2 separate regions of the Zea mays genome follow, and region 1 is linked to region 2. A link is a contact called in public Hi-C data. All regions are on one chromosome and are shown on one strand. The core of a region is the stretch at or near the end of the contact, and the rest is flanking DNA. Distances in the headings are between cores, read along the strand shown.

Evidence for each region. A called contact is a pair of places that touch in the nucleus more often than the background predicts.
Region 1: a Hi-C map of ear shows a contact between it and region 2, with 2.7 times the contacts expected there. The contact joins the promoter of LOC103638586 here to the promoter of LOC103638580 in region 2. A contact is called at or near these places in 3 of 25 Hi-C or Micro-C datasets (ear, leaf and tassel).

The regions. Positions count from the first base shown.
Region 1 is chr9:79,515,059-79,521,632 of Zm-B73-REFERENCE-NAM-5.0, forward strand. LOC103638586 reads left to right here and starts at 2,304. Exons shown (of 7, transcript XM_035962594.1): 1 at 2,304-2,675; 2 at 3,314-3,474; 3 at 3,819-4,518; 4 at 4,646-4,749; 5 at 4,827-4,948; 6 at 5,077-5,136; 7 at 6,254-6,574. The coding sequence starts at 2,354. The coding sequence ends at 5,131.
Region 2 is chr9:79,296,631-79,303,333 of Zm-B73-REFERENCE-NAM-5.0, forward strand. It overlaps LOC103638580 (thaumatin-like protein 1b), which reads left to right and starts at 1,678. Exons shown (of 3, transcript XM_008661453.4): 1 at 1,678-2,008; 2 at 2,127-2,841; 3 at 5,103-5,686. The coding sequence starts at 1,957. The coding sequence ends at 5,289.

The DNA of each region.
Region 1 (6,574 bases), core at 1,054-3,553, 220 kb after region 2:
AACATGTCTTGTTGTCGTTGCAGTTATGGCGATGGAGAGCCAACTGACAATGCGGCGAGGTTTTATAAATGGTTCTCAGAGGTTGTAATACAAATTCTTTTATGGTTGCACTTGTGGATGACACTTTGGTACTATGTATTAATTGCCTTTTTTGGGTTTGGCTGCAGGGTAATGAGAGAGGCGAGTGGTTGAATAATCTTCGGCTTGGGGTGTTTGACCTCGGAAATAGACAGTACGAGCACTTTAACAAGGTTTGCTGGTGTGTCTACATTGACTGGATGCATGCATGAACTCTGATTTGTACTTATGCTATTCTTGTTGCCAATTCGTTATCAACTGAAGGTTGGAAAGGTGGTTGATCAACTCCTCGCAGAACAAGGTAACAAAATCTCTACCCTTTCATTAGAAAATTAGTTTTGTTGTGTTTCTGCTGCCTTTCAAATCCTATCCTGGTATATGTGTGGGAGCTAGCTTACTATGTTGCTTAATACATTGTTACTTGCATAGTTGCATTGTAAAATGTACACATCATTAATTCTTATTTTATTTCTTTGGTTCTTGTAAAAATATGTAGTTGATGAAGGTTTCTTGAGGCTAAGAAGATGGTGCTGAAGTAAGTTTCTACTTCTTTTATTGCAATTGAAATATGTTAATAGATCTGGTTAATTTATGCCCTTATTTTTCTTCATGGCTAATAAGGTTTCCTGCATTGGAGCCAACGCGTCCGCGGCAGCAGCGAGGGAGTTGTCGCTGACGCTGTGCTCCAACTCCATCGCTTCCTCGAACAGCACGCTGAACGCGACGGAGCTAAGACTGGAGGAAGCTAAGACTCTTGCAGAAAAGCTTTGTGATGGCCCTCTTTCAAGTGCTGCAAATTTGTGGATCCTGAGAGCTTCTATGGAGATAAATTCGTTGGCGACTGCTTCTGGCAGCTCTCCATTGAATAAGGAGAACTTGAGCTCTCTGTTTGATCTGTTTGGCACATGGTAAGTTCCTTAGATCAACATTGACAAACTTTGGGTTTTACCTTACTACTATGACTGTGCTTGAAATCGTTCGTGATGCATTTCAGGCCATGAAATTGTTTTCCATTAAATACTTGTAGTTTTGGTTTTAATAGGTCATGCTTATTTTCCGCCTTTCTCCAGAGTCCCATCCCATTGCTGAGTGCATTGAAGTTAAAACAGGAAAAAAAAAGTAACTGCATGCAGTCAATATTGCCTCCTAAGTGTTGGGACCTGATGACACCTTGGCCTTTTGCTTGTTGCAGTCGACACAGATTGCTTGCTTTACCTCGGCCAAGCCTCAAGTTGATGCAGTACTGCATAGAGCTAGAGGCGAGCCTTGCATCGCTCGGAGACCATGGCGCCCTCACAAATGCTCGATGGCTATATGATTCAGTGGTCGACATGTATCCCCAGGAAAGGGAAGTGTGGAGTAGCTACTACAGCCTAGAGCTCAAGGTGAGACCACACATCACTGCCGGCAAGGAATTCAACATCTAAAATGCTCATGATCTCAACAGTTATGCAGCATGTAACTGACACAAGTACTTGGTGCATGTAATGTGAAGAGGTTAATCCGTTTAATACCCGCTGTTACTTAGAATGTATGGTCTGGGAACGCGAGCCGAGTGAGTACAGAATGTACAAGTCCTCCCTGAAGTCCAAACTGTTAGAACATGAGTCTAGATATGCCCTTGATCATCAGTTTCTGGTTCATGTACAGTAGCAGTACAGGACTAGCCTAACCCTGTGGCTGTGACCTGTCAGTCATCTACACTGCAAGAATGCAGAGAGGGGAATTGTAGTGTAGGGTTTATTTGCTGCCATATGTACATGTACGTGGGTGCAGCCATGTAAATTTGTAAATATAAATCCGGTAGCGTTTAGAAAGGAAATTAAATTGTCTGGATTGAAACACCGTGTTGTTGACATCATGCAAATTTTAAATATACCTAATTTAGGTCGAGAAGTCTCATGCTATGATATGTTGTTTGATTTACAATATCGTGTGTATAAATATTTCATGTTTTTCACTTTATTTGTTTTGCGGTACCAAACATATAACGATTTCATGTGTTTCCCGTGGCAACGCACGGGCATAGACCTAGTGATGAATTAAGGAAGAAACATTGTGGTTTCTGGTTTGTGAAACAATGGAATAATGTTTGAATCCTTTTTTGTCAGCTTCGTTTGGGTGGGCCAAAAATCCGGGAGGATTCGCGTTGATGGGACACTAGTTTGAATTGATCTAGAATTTGGCCCATCTTGTCTAGATGATTAAGGGCTTGGACTAGATGGGCCAAATTCTAGACTAGAAGTCCAAATCCGCAGCTCCCATCTCTCTCCCCATGGCCGCGGCGGCGCCGGAGGCTGCGGACGAGGTTGCGCCGTCGGCGACGCTGAGCGTCTACAAGGCGGCACGGTGCATCAAGCGGCGGGCGAGCACGCTGTACAACGCGCTGCGGAGCGTGGCGGAGGACGCGGCCTTCGTGGCGGAGGTCGCGGCGCTGTGGCCCTCGCTGCCGCTGGTGGCCAACCTCCGCTGCGGTCTCTGGTACGCCCCGCCCCGTGCCTTCGCAGCCACCTGCTACTTCAAGTCCACGGATGGCCACGCCGGGAACTGGTCCTTCTCAACTGCCCGCCTCAACCTCCACCTCGCCCTCCTCGCTGGTGCGAGCTGCTTCTCTCTTACCCACTCCGTTATTTTTTATTTGTCGTGTTTTAGTTCAAAAATAAACTAGCCGGGAACAAATAATCGACAACAGAGTACTATATAGTAGTGCATCTTTTGGTAAGTTTGGTGGCTCTTGCTACTACGTACTGCAAAAAAATTTGTTGATGTGCTTACTCAAAGCGAGAGACGGCTAATCCGGGTAGTTTACTTGGATTGGATTAAATTATAATTTTTTGAGGGATTCACGAAAAATTCTTGAAAGACCATAACAAATTGTAAAGTTATATTACTGTTAAAGCATTTCAAGGATCTTGAATCAGGGTATAGCATATGTTCTTGTATTTCAGGAATCTTGAACCAGAATTTAAGGTTTATGACTGTAGTTTTGTTCCCTGTCCAAGAAGGCCGAGGAACTTTGCTTCATTGGTTTCTCTATAATCTATATTCATAACACAATCTTGGGGTAAACTGAAGCACAGATATCCTAGGTAAACTATCTGGATATTTGAGTCAATGTTTTTGGGGTGATCCACTCTTCTGAGTGAATATGATGACCTGGGGAATGCAAAATACTTTAACTTCTGAGTAATACCTTGATTTGGCCTCAGTTTATTTGTTTGTTTTCTTGGAGCAGGGGAGAGAGGAGGGTGCATAATAGTTGATTCAACAAGGAGAGGGAAACGATTCCCTGATAGCATGTCAAAGACCATACCCATTTGGTGCTCTGTCTTGAACCGAGCGATTGAGAGGCATCGGCTGCAGGCTATCCACAAAAGTGCCGAAGTGAATTATCAGGTGGTTAGTTATGGCTTGCTAATTTTATCTCCTGCTATAATTCTGTGTGGTGAACATGTCTCAGAAGTCCCTTGTTGTTTACTGTATCCTTAGGTTAAGCTTAACTTAGGAGCGAATGGTGTAAGGAATAACTGGTTCACTAGTTCAGCAATGCTTCAAAATATTGTTAATAGAGGCCAATAATGTTATGTTAGATAAAAATTATACTACTGTTTCTAGTAATTAATGCTTGGATTATGCAATGTCTATGATATAATCTCTGTTATATTTCTATAATTTTTGTCTGAAGAATCATATAATTTCTTTGTCCACTTGTTCTGATAATATTTCACTTTTCTTTGTAGTCGTCTACCCTGCTGAATGGAGATGCAGAAAACAACTCTGATCTATCTAATTGGGATAGCTCAGTGCACCTTCCTGTATGGGTTCTAGGCACAGAGAAAAATGCTATAGAGGGGCGTATTGATGAATGGACAGACCAATTTGAATCATGTGGTGCAGATATTCATTCTCTTGCGGTAGGTTTGCAAAAACCGCTACGTCCTCTATGGATCTCACAAAGGACACGTATATGGTTAAATGAAGTGCCGGAGCTTGAGTCATGGGATTTCACTCCTATAATTCTAATTTCTGCATCTGATGCAGTTGCTACACAAAGGATGTCTTCAGAATTCAGTTGGCACTATATTCCTGGAGCAGGAGATGATGAAGAGAGTTGGGCACGTGGTCTAACTCCTACCTTATTCTGGAAACATTCATATGACCTTATTGATGCTGGACCAGATCGTTGTAACCAGATAGTTGCTGATATTGTTGAAAAAGATAGGGTTTATCGTGCACAGAGAGGTGAACATTGTCCTCAAATTACATGTAAGTCTCTGAGGAGCCTTGCTGGTGCCAAATGTAATGATGATCAGACAACCGAGATGTGTGCTATGAACTTGGATCATTGTACCAGTACAATGGATGCACACTGTTCTAATAATGGCCTTCTACTCTTTTGGATTGGAACATCAAACCTTGCAGTATCATCTACTTTCCATGGTATTATGATTAATTGGGCACTTGCAATTTTCTGTATAGCATGTTTTCTTGTCAGTTGTGTTGTGTCATATGAAAATTTGCAAATATATGTCTAGATGATTGCTTTCTTATCTGCCCTTTTGTTTAGTTGCAGGTGCCTTAGTTGGTGTGGACTGCATACTGAACTGTGACAGCACGTCGAAGCTACCTGCTAGTTCATCAGAAAATTCTTACCTTGAGCTATCTATTGTTGTAAGTGCACCTTTATTTGACCTTATGCATTTTATATTTATGTAAGGTTTCTTACATCATGCTGATAATGTTGGTAGGGCTCAAAGGATGACCGATTTTCATTGATGAGAAACCTTCCAAAAGCAGTTGACTTTGCAAAGAGGAATTTGATGGCTGGGAGAAAAATTCTCGTGTGCTGTCAAAATGGTAAATTAACAAGGTTCAACTACCAAAAAGAAACAGTATTTCATCTATTTTTCTTGCACATCAATATAGAATGTCATGTGATTTCTTGCATTTCTGTCTGTGATTAATTGAGCTCTGATTTATTGTTTTACTTCCTTTCAGGAGAAGATATAAGTATTTGTGTGGCCTTGGCAATATTGGCCTTGTTATTCGATGATAACGGTAAGTATAATAATGTTGATTGTCTTGTGAAACTGCTACACAAGGATTTGAGGCTCTTCCTAATTTGCATTAGTGCTTGAGATTATTAGTTCCCACAGATGCACTTTTGTTATGCCATGTCAAGAAACATAATGATGCGTGCTCTAGATTTGTTGATGAGTAGTTGTGCCCTCAGGTCCTACTTTCTTGTGTCTATACTTTAAGTATGTCAAGTATGGTTGCATCATGAATTAATAAGTAATAACTAATTGTTTCTTTCAAGGATGCTTTGACTATGGAAATTATTTTGTCAAAAGAGATGTTACAAAGTTGGAGATGAGGAGGAGGCTGGTATTCATCTGTAAATTTGCTGTAAACGCACGGCCATCTAGAGGAAACTTGAAACAGGTGTATGGTTTCCTCAGCAGTCAAAAGGAACTGCTGTCATGTTTGACATAGCTTGGTCTTCTGTGATGTAGATGAGGTATCAGTTCTGATCTGCTGCTTGAGTGATAGGTGTGGAGTACGAGCTGGGGCTTCTGAGTTTGTCTTTCACACAGTCTGTTGATCAGATGGTGCATTACGATCATGCCCAGAGGTTTTCATTGGAATTGCCACCATGGCAATGATCTCATTCTGGGATCAGTATCTCAAGCCAACGTCAATCAACATTTATTTGGAGAAGAATGAACACAAACTTTGGTAGAGTGTGATTGCAAAGACAAGCTGATGGCTTGGATAACCTAGCGATGATTCGAGTATTATCAATCTGTGATAAAATATAGAAGAAACTAAGTTAAGGACGTGCCTGCCAGATTGGAAAGTCATTAGTGCTTAATAGAATTATGAGGGAAATAATAGTGAGAAGTTATCTTATTTATTTTGCGGTCTTTTTTATCTGCAAATCATGTTTAGCAACCATTTCCAATCGCTTTGTTTTAGAAACTGGACCAACTTTCAAATTGAAGCGCATGACAAAAAGCAAGTGGGCACTTGAAGAAAATGCATATCTTACGAACTTTTCTATGACAATGAATGGGACAAATTTTCTGTTGAGACATGTAAATAGTAGCAGTAAAAGTTTCATTTCTAAACTTTACCCTTGCAGTTGTACTGATAGTTCCAAAGTTCATTTCAGGACTATAATGAAAGCTAGAAGTGTTTTAGTGGGCTGCTCAGCTGCTGGGACTGGAACTACTATCCCAAAATGTCATCACACGTTTAAACACCCGTTAGGGCACCCACAGCAGTAAGGTTTCAAGACAACAATAATATTAACTTTGAACATATAAAGCATAATATAGTCTCAAATGATCTTCATGTATATGTATAATACTAACTCTAGGTCAAGAGGCATTTTTTGGGTCTCCTATTAGCGAAAGGGTCTGTTAGACGGCTTGAGTTGCATTTCTCACGTCATGGGTGCGAGTTGACATGTGCCTCCTCTGTATAGGTGGGG
Region 2 (6,703 bases), core at 428-2,927:
ATGACCGAGAGAGCTTCGGCTTGGTATTATGATAAAGGCGAAGGACAATACCGACTTAAATAGGAAAAGACTATATAGTCCTTAATAGTTTGCATTATGATTATAATTAGTTATCAGGGACATGGATGTAATTTTGTCTGGGTTGCGTCCTGTGCCTATAAATAGATGAACAGTACCGATGTACTGTTCACGCTGCATTGTAATCGCTCTCGCGTCACTCTCACATTTTCACCTTCTGACAAGCCGAATGTATCAATGTAATATAAATATTGTGAATATTTACTCACGTTTATGAAATGAGAATGTTAATAATTTGTCTATATGTCATCATTATTTACATTCTTTCGTATTTTATGCACCTTCATTTGTATTTGTTTACTGAGATGATGAAGGTATGCCCTTCATGCCCTTCGTCTGAGGATCATTATACCCGAAAGGAGATAATGTTTCGAAGGACGAAAGTTTTTTATCATTAACAATTGTGTTGCTTTGTTCTTGATGTATAGCATCTTTGAACAAGGGCCAACAGAAGGTATATCCTTCATGACCTTCATCTGAAGATCATTATATCCGAGAGGAAATGATGCTTCGAAGGATGAAGGTCTTTAACCATTAACAATTGTGTTGCCTTGTTCTTGATCTATAGCATTTGAGAACAAGTGACCAACAATTCCTATTTAAACAATATCCCAAATACTTGGGTGGAGTGATTATAAATGACTTTTCATCGTATGACTCCACCATGGATAATTCTCACCATCAAAGTGAGGTGGTTTACCAATAGGAATGAAAAATAATTGGGTATTTGAATTGTAAGGAATGCGAGAATAATTAAATAAAGTGCGATTAAAGTTATATTTAACTATCTTTTGTTGGTGATGTTTGGAGGTGGAGTAGCTGCTACTTGATGTTGATGGAGATGTAGATGAGTCGGTCTTGTAGTAGACGACCTTCTTCATCCTTTTCTTTTTGCCATCCTTCTTGCGGTGCGAGTCGATGGGCTTTTCATCTTGCGTCTTATCCACTTCCTTCTCCTTATGGTTGTCCATCTCCTTCCCTTGGGATTCTTCTCCCGACATCGCTTCAGATTGTTAGACCCTCAAATCAAGCGCCGAGCACCAACATCAATTGATAGTTGTCTAGAAGAGGGTGAATAGGCAACACCCTGAAATTTCACAACTTAAAGCACACTTGACTTCCAAATTAGATGTTAGCTCAAAATCTTAAACAATATAAAGTAAGGAGAGAGGGAAGTTCTTGCACTTGATGCTCTTCTTGATTGCGAATTAATACGATAGCAATATCACAAGTCAAGATTATAGAATGAACTTATAGAGAGAGGAAAAAACAAATTGCAGAAAGTAAAGAGTACAAGACACAACAATTTGTTTCTCGAGGTTCAGTTCTAAAGAACCTACGTCCCTGCTATTCAAAATTTAATAGCAAAACGATTTTAGCCTCCTCAATTCTCTCCAATCCCCCTACTCCCAAACATGCCCTAAACCTTCTAAAAATATCATCCTCTCTAATCCCCTTCTCCGAGACATACCCTAAGCCTTTCAAAAATGTCATCACGGTTCGTTATCTTCATGATCCTGTCTTTGACCACTAGCTAGCTTGAGACATATATACCGCGTGAGCATCGCTTACTTGTCTTGATTGGTCGATGTGTTGATGCTAAGGTTGAGGTTGCGTGCAACATTTATTGACTTCGCTATTGTTCACCATTCTTGACGTGGACGGGTCATCTTGATTTTTGTTTGACATATGCGTGCTTGGTTCAAGTTAATACGGTAGCAAAAATCGGAGTGTAGTAGTGGGTCCCGTACCAATTTGCGCTTTGTTATAAATATGAGCGGCTCATGCCCACACCGTTGACAACAAAAATCACGTTTCCATCCATCCTGGCGCACAAGAGGAAGCGGAGAGCGCTCTCTCTCTCCCGCCCGCAATATCATGGCGAGAGCACACCTAGCCCTGGTCAGCTTCTTCGCTGCCTCAATTATTGGTAAGCTAGGCTGCTGCAGGTCTCTGATCCGTTTCTTTCTATTCCAATCCAATGCATGCATGTTTGGTAATCTAGCTAGCTGCGCTGTTTGGTTCGGTGCCGGTTGGAAATGGAACAGGTGCGGCGTCCAAGTCGTTCACCATCGCCAACAACTGCGAGCACACGGTGTGGCCGGGGATCCTCTCGAGCGCCGGGTCCGCGGGGGTGGACACCACAGGCTTCGCGCTGGCGCCGGGGGAGTCGCGCGCTCTGAGCGTGCCGTCGGGGTGGTCGGGCCGGCTGTGGGGCCGCACGCTCTGCTCCACCGACGCGGCCACGGGCCGGTTCGCCTGCGTGACCGGCGACTGCGGCTCGGGCAGGCAGGACTGCGGCGGCGGCGGGGCCGCCCCGCCGGCCACGCTGGCCGAGTTCACCATGGACGGCAGCGGGGGCATGGACTTCTACGACGTGAGCCTGGTGGACGGGTACAACCTGCCGATGCTGGTGGCGCCGCAGGGCGCGGCCGCTGCCGCGGGGGGCAGCTGCGTGCCCACCGGCTGCATGGCGGACCTCAACGGCGCGTGCCCCGCCGACCTGCGCGTGGCGGCTTCGACGACGTCCTCCGGCGGCGGCGGCGTGGCCTGCAAGAGCGCGTGCGAGGCGTTCGGGTCGGCGCAGTACTGCTGCAACGGCGACTACGGGAACCCCAGCACCTGCAAGCCGTCGGCGTACTCGCAGTTCTTCAAGAACGCGTGCCCCCGGGCGTACAGCTACGCCTACGACGACGCCACCTCCACCTTCACCTGCGCCGGCGACACCGCCTACGCCATCACCTTCTGCCCCAGCACGACCAGGTAATACATGCGCATACGATAGATACGACGTTTCATACGACATATATCTATCTATCTACTGAACGACTGAAGCCGGCCTAGCACTTATTATTAATTAGGGATCAAATCACAAGTTTCTTGTTCGTCACTAGTGTAGTGTCACGCGAGAAAAAAAAGATTCACTTTTTATTATTATTATTTCGTGTGCGTAAGCATGCCTATGCGAGCCAAGTTACATGAAACCAAAACGGCTGGCTCCAGAAGCTACAAGTCAGGCACCAGCTCATCACCATTTGTGTCACGGACCCGGTCGGCAACAGAACACACCGCGCAAGGTGCTCGTTGGCGCTCAGTTTAGGGTCTGTTTGGTTGGTTTCTCTTGCCAATCTGGCTGTGTGAGCCAGGATCACTGGAGCCTGGCTCTGGAGATGCGATCAATCTGCTCGTATCTGGTGAGCCTGGCCCAGGGTGCTTTAAGGATTGTGCGAGCCTGGATCTAAATCTACATGCAGGCAACCAAACACAGAGCTTGCACGCGTACAACCTGGCTCACAGCAACCAAACAGCAGCTACTCGCATCCTATGATGCAAGCACGCGCAGATGCAGGACGCGCACCGGTGAGGTGAGGTCCAGCCCAGGGGCGAGCCACCGCGTGCAACCGTGTCCGCGTCAATGGCCATCCGTGTCGGCAGTCGGCAGCAACGGCGGTGCCGCCCGCCCGCCTGCCTGCCCACCCCCATATGCCGAGCGGCGCGTACGCGTCCGTCCATGTCCATGTCCATGTCCATGTCCATGTCCATACTGCAGGCGCCTCACGTCCACATCCCACGAGTCAGCATCGATCCACCGCCGCTTGGTTTGTGTTGTTGGTTTGTGTTGGCCTTGGCCCTGGGTGCAGGTCCACGAATTGATTTTGGTGTTGACCACACTACTTTGTGTGTGTTGCGAAATCTGCACGATACACGCCTCCTTCCCGTGTTCCGTGTATTTTTTTCTTTCTTTCTTTTGCATCATGTGTTGTTTTCTGCACGAGCCCACGCCGTGACTCACTTTTCCTCGAGAATGTCCCGATTCCGTGTAGTTCTCTCCTCTTCGGATCCTACGCTCCTCCCAAACCCAGCCCGCACGAGTCACGACGGCTCCCCCTTCCTCAGATCACCTACCCTTTTACCCGTTTTTACTATCCTCTACAGAATATAAATATCACTCCCACTATTTAATTTATAATTTATTTGACTTTTTTACCCTAAATTTGATTAACTTATCTTATTCAAAAAAATCATTATTTTTTACTGTGATGTCGTTAATGTGATGTCATTAAGCATATAATGTACTTCAAATATGGTTTTTATTTTTTTTAACCAAAAAATTGAATAATAAGAGACGGTCAAACTTAACATAAAAAGTTAAATACATTATAAATTGGAACATAGAGATTAGCACATATAAAACATGAGATGTGAGTCACGTAGATAATTCAAGTCTAAATAGATCCAAGATCTCTCAAGATACGACTTTCTTCACTTTCCTCTTTAACTCTTTCGCAGCTTATTTAAAAATGTTTATATGACATTTAACAAATGAGTACGTTACTATAGATTAAGGATAGCCTTAGGAGAAAAAATGAATTCTCTACTCTTTTAAAGCAATAGTTTTATACGATGAAGGTGAAGAAGTACCGATGAACATTAGATCAGATGTTGTCATTCTTCTCTTTTTATTTATGTGGCCTAAAGGAGGACCGCGACTAAGGTGGTTATTATGCCTCCAAAAAGGATAGGAGAGGTCTAACTTGGTTTCCTGGCCGAGTTCAGATGAGATCAATCTAATAAATCTTGCCTCACTAACTACAAACTTTTTCCAAGGCAACAAGATGCCCTAAGAGCACCCCTACTTGACCACGTACTTTTTTTTTCTAAACTACTTTATACCCATGGTTTCAAGTTTTCAACCCCCTGTTAGAATCACTATGATGACTCTCCTATGATGTTATTTGAGGCTTATGGCCTGTTTGAAAGTACCCAGTTTTTTAAAAAAACTGATTTTGGAAATTGAGGTGATTCCAAACATATCTATTTATGCCTCAGTTTATAGAAATTAGATTCTCAGCTTCTTAAATACCAAGAAGTTGGTCTCTCCTAGCTAAAAACTAGGTTGCTTCTACACATGTCTTTAATTAGGGTCCTAGCTACTCTTTGTACTTGGTTTCAGTGGTTTGTCATACATGTGTGATTACAGACTGTGTGACTTCTTTGTGTCTGTGTTTCCTGTGTAACTGCAGCGTCAAGGCGGCCGGAGGTAGCCCGCAGGCGCAAGGAGCCCTGCCGCTGATGAACGCCACCATGGTGTACCTCGGCGGCGACCAGGTCGGATCCGCCACAGCCGCGGCCCGGCTGCCGAGCGGCCTCCTCCACCACGTCGTGGTCCTCGCCGTTGTGTCCCTCGCGCTAGCAGGGGCTCTGTACTGATGGTGAGCCCCACTGCACAGTGACGACGCGACGCCACGCGGGAGACAATCGTGCTCCTACAGATCGAAGAACAAAAATTGCAGGACAGAAACGAGAAATGGACGCATCACCTGCCTGCCGGTGTGGACGGCGGTGGTCCTCGCGGTCCAGCGAGCCCCGACGACGGTGTGATTATTCACCCGTGCCGAGAGAGACGTGTGTAGCGGCGATGCAGATTTGATTGAAGACATTATTGTGCGTTTTCTTAGATATTTATTAATTACACGATAATACAAACATGTATTTTTATAGCAGTTGAGCTCTTTTGTTTGTGTAAAGGCTAGACATCCTCTTTTTCTTCCATTTTCTATATATAAGTCAGTGGTTACGATAATAATAAGGATACTAGGTATATGCCCGTGCTTCGCTACGTAAGTTAACAATTAGTCCACTTATTCGGTGCTGATTTAAGGACGGTAGCAGCTGCAAATGCTACAATATTTGCTTTTTATATAAATGGCAGATACACATATACCTTCCTTTCTAGGAGAAAGCGCTCTATGGCGGTCTGATGACAACATACAAGAAGCCTGCCAAGAAATACAGCACCCTGCATCCTAATTAGCAACACATGTACGTGCATGCTCTATTCCACAAGCTCTCAAGCACTGGCTGGAACGGATGCAGGGTCGATCATCCCAGCCAGAAACGCGACGAAGATGCACACCATCAGCAGCCCGATTATCGCAGCCCTGATGGCGTTCTCGCAGCTATAAGGTGATGGGATCTCTTCTTCATTCAAGTCGAAGTCCAAGTCTGTGACAGGTGACCCGTCATACGCTGACCAAGCGGGGCTGCTTCTTGCTCCCTTCCCCTGCCTGTATCACTGAATCATCACGAGGACTCTCACATCGCAGGCAGCTGTATTTACCGCCCAGAAACGCTGGCACAGCCTGCAGGAACTCCGCCAATGCCTTCTTGTACGAATCTCCCTCAAAACGCAACTTCTGCTTTGTAGCTGGTTTCAAGACCTGTGTAGAATTTAAGCTATGAGTACCATGTGATATTGCAATCTACCAGCAAAAAGATAAAGTCAAACTGATCCTTCCTTTTTACAGAGCATCTTTAACTTGTAGTCAGCCTTGGTTGGTTTGTATCCTGATTAGGTTACCAATTTTGGTAAAAAAAAAGTGTTGCAGGAAAATTTTGGCATCATACAGAAGTTGAAGTAGATAAATAGTGAGGTTCAAAATTTACAACATACATGCTCATGAAGGAATCAGGTACCAGTCCCACTAACCATAACTGACCAAACAAGATCATGAAAAGCTAATTATTATCTTATCTATACAACATCACAAGACCATGAAAAGCCAATTAAAATATTCATCACCTAAATAAAACATCGGTGGGGCAAGTCTGCAAAGTCCAATCA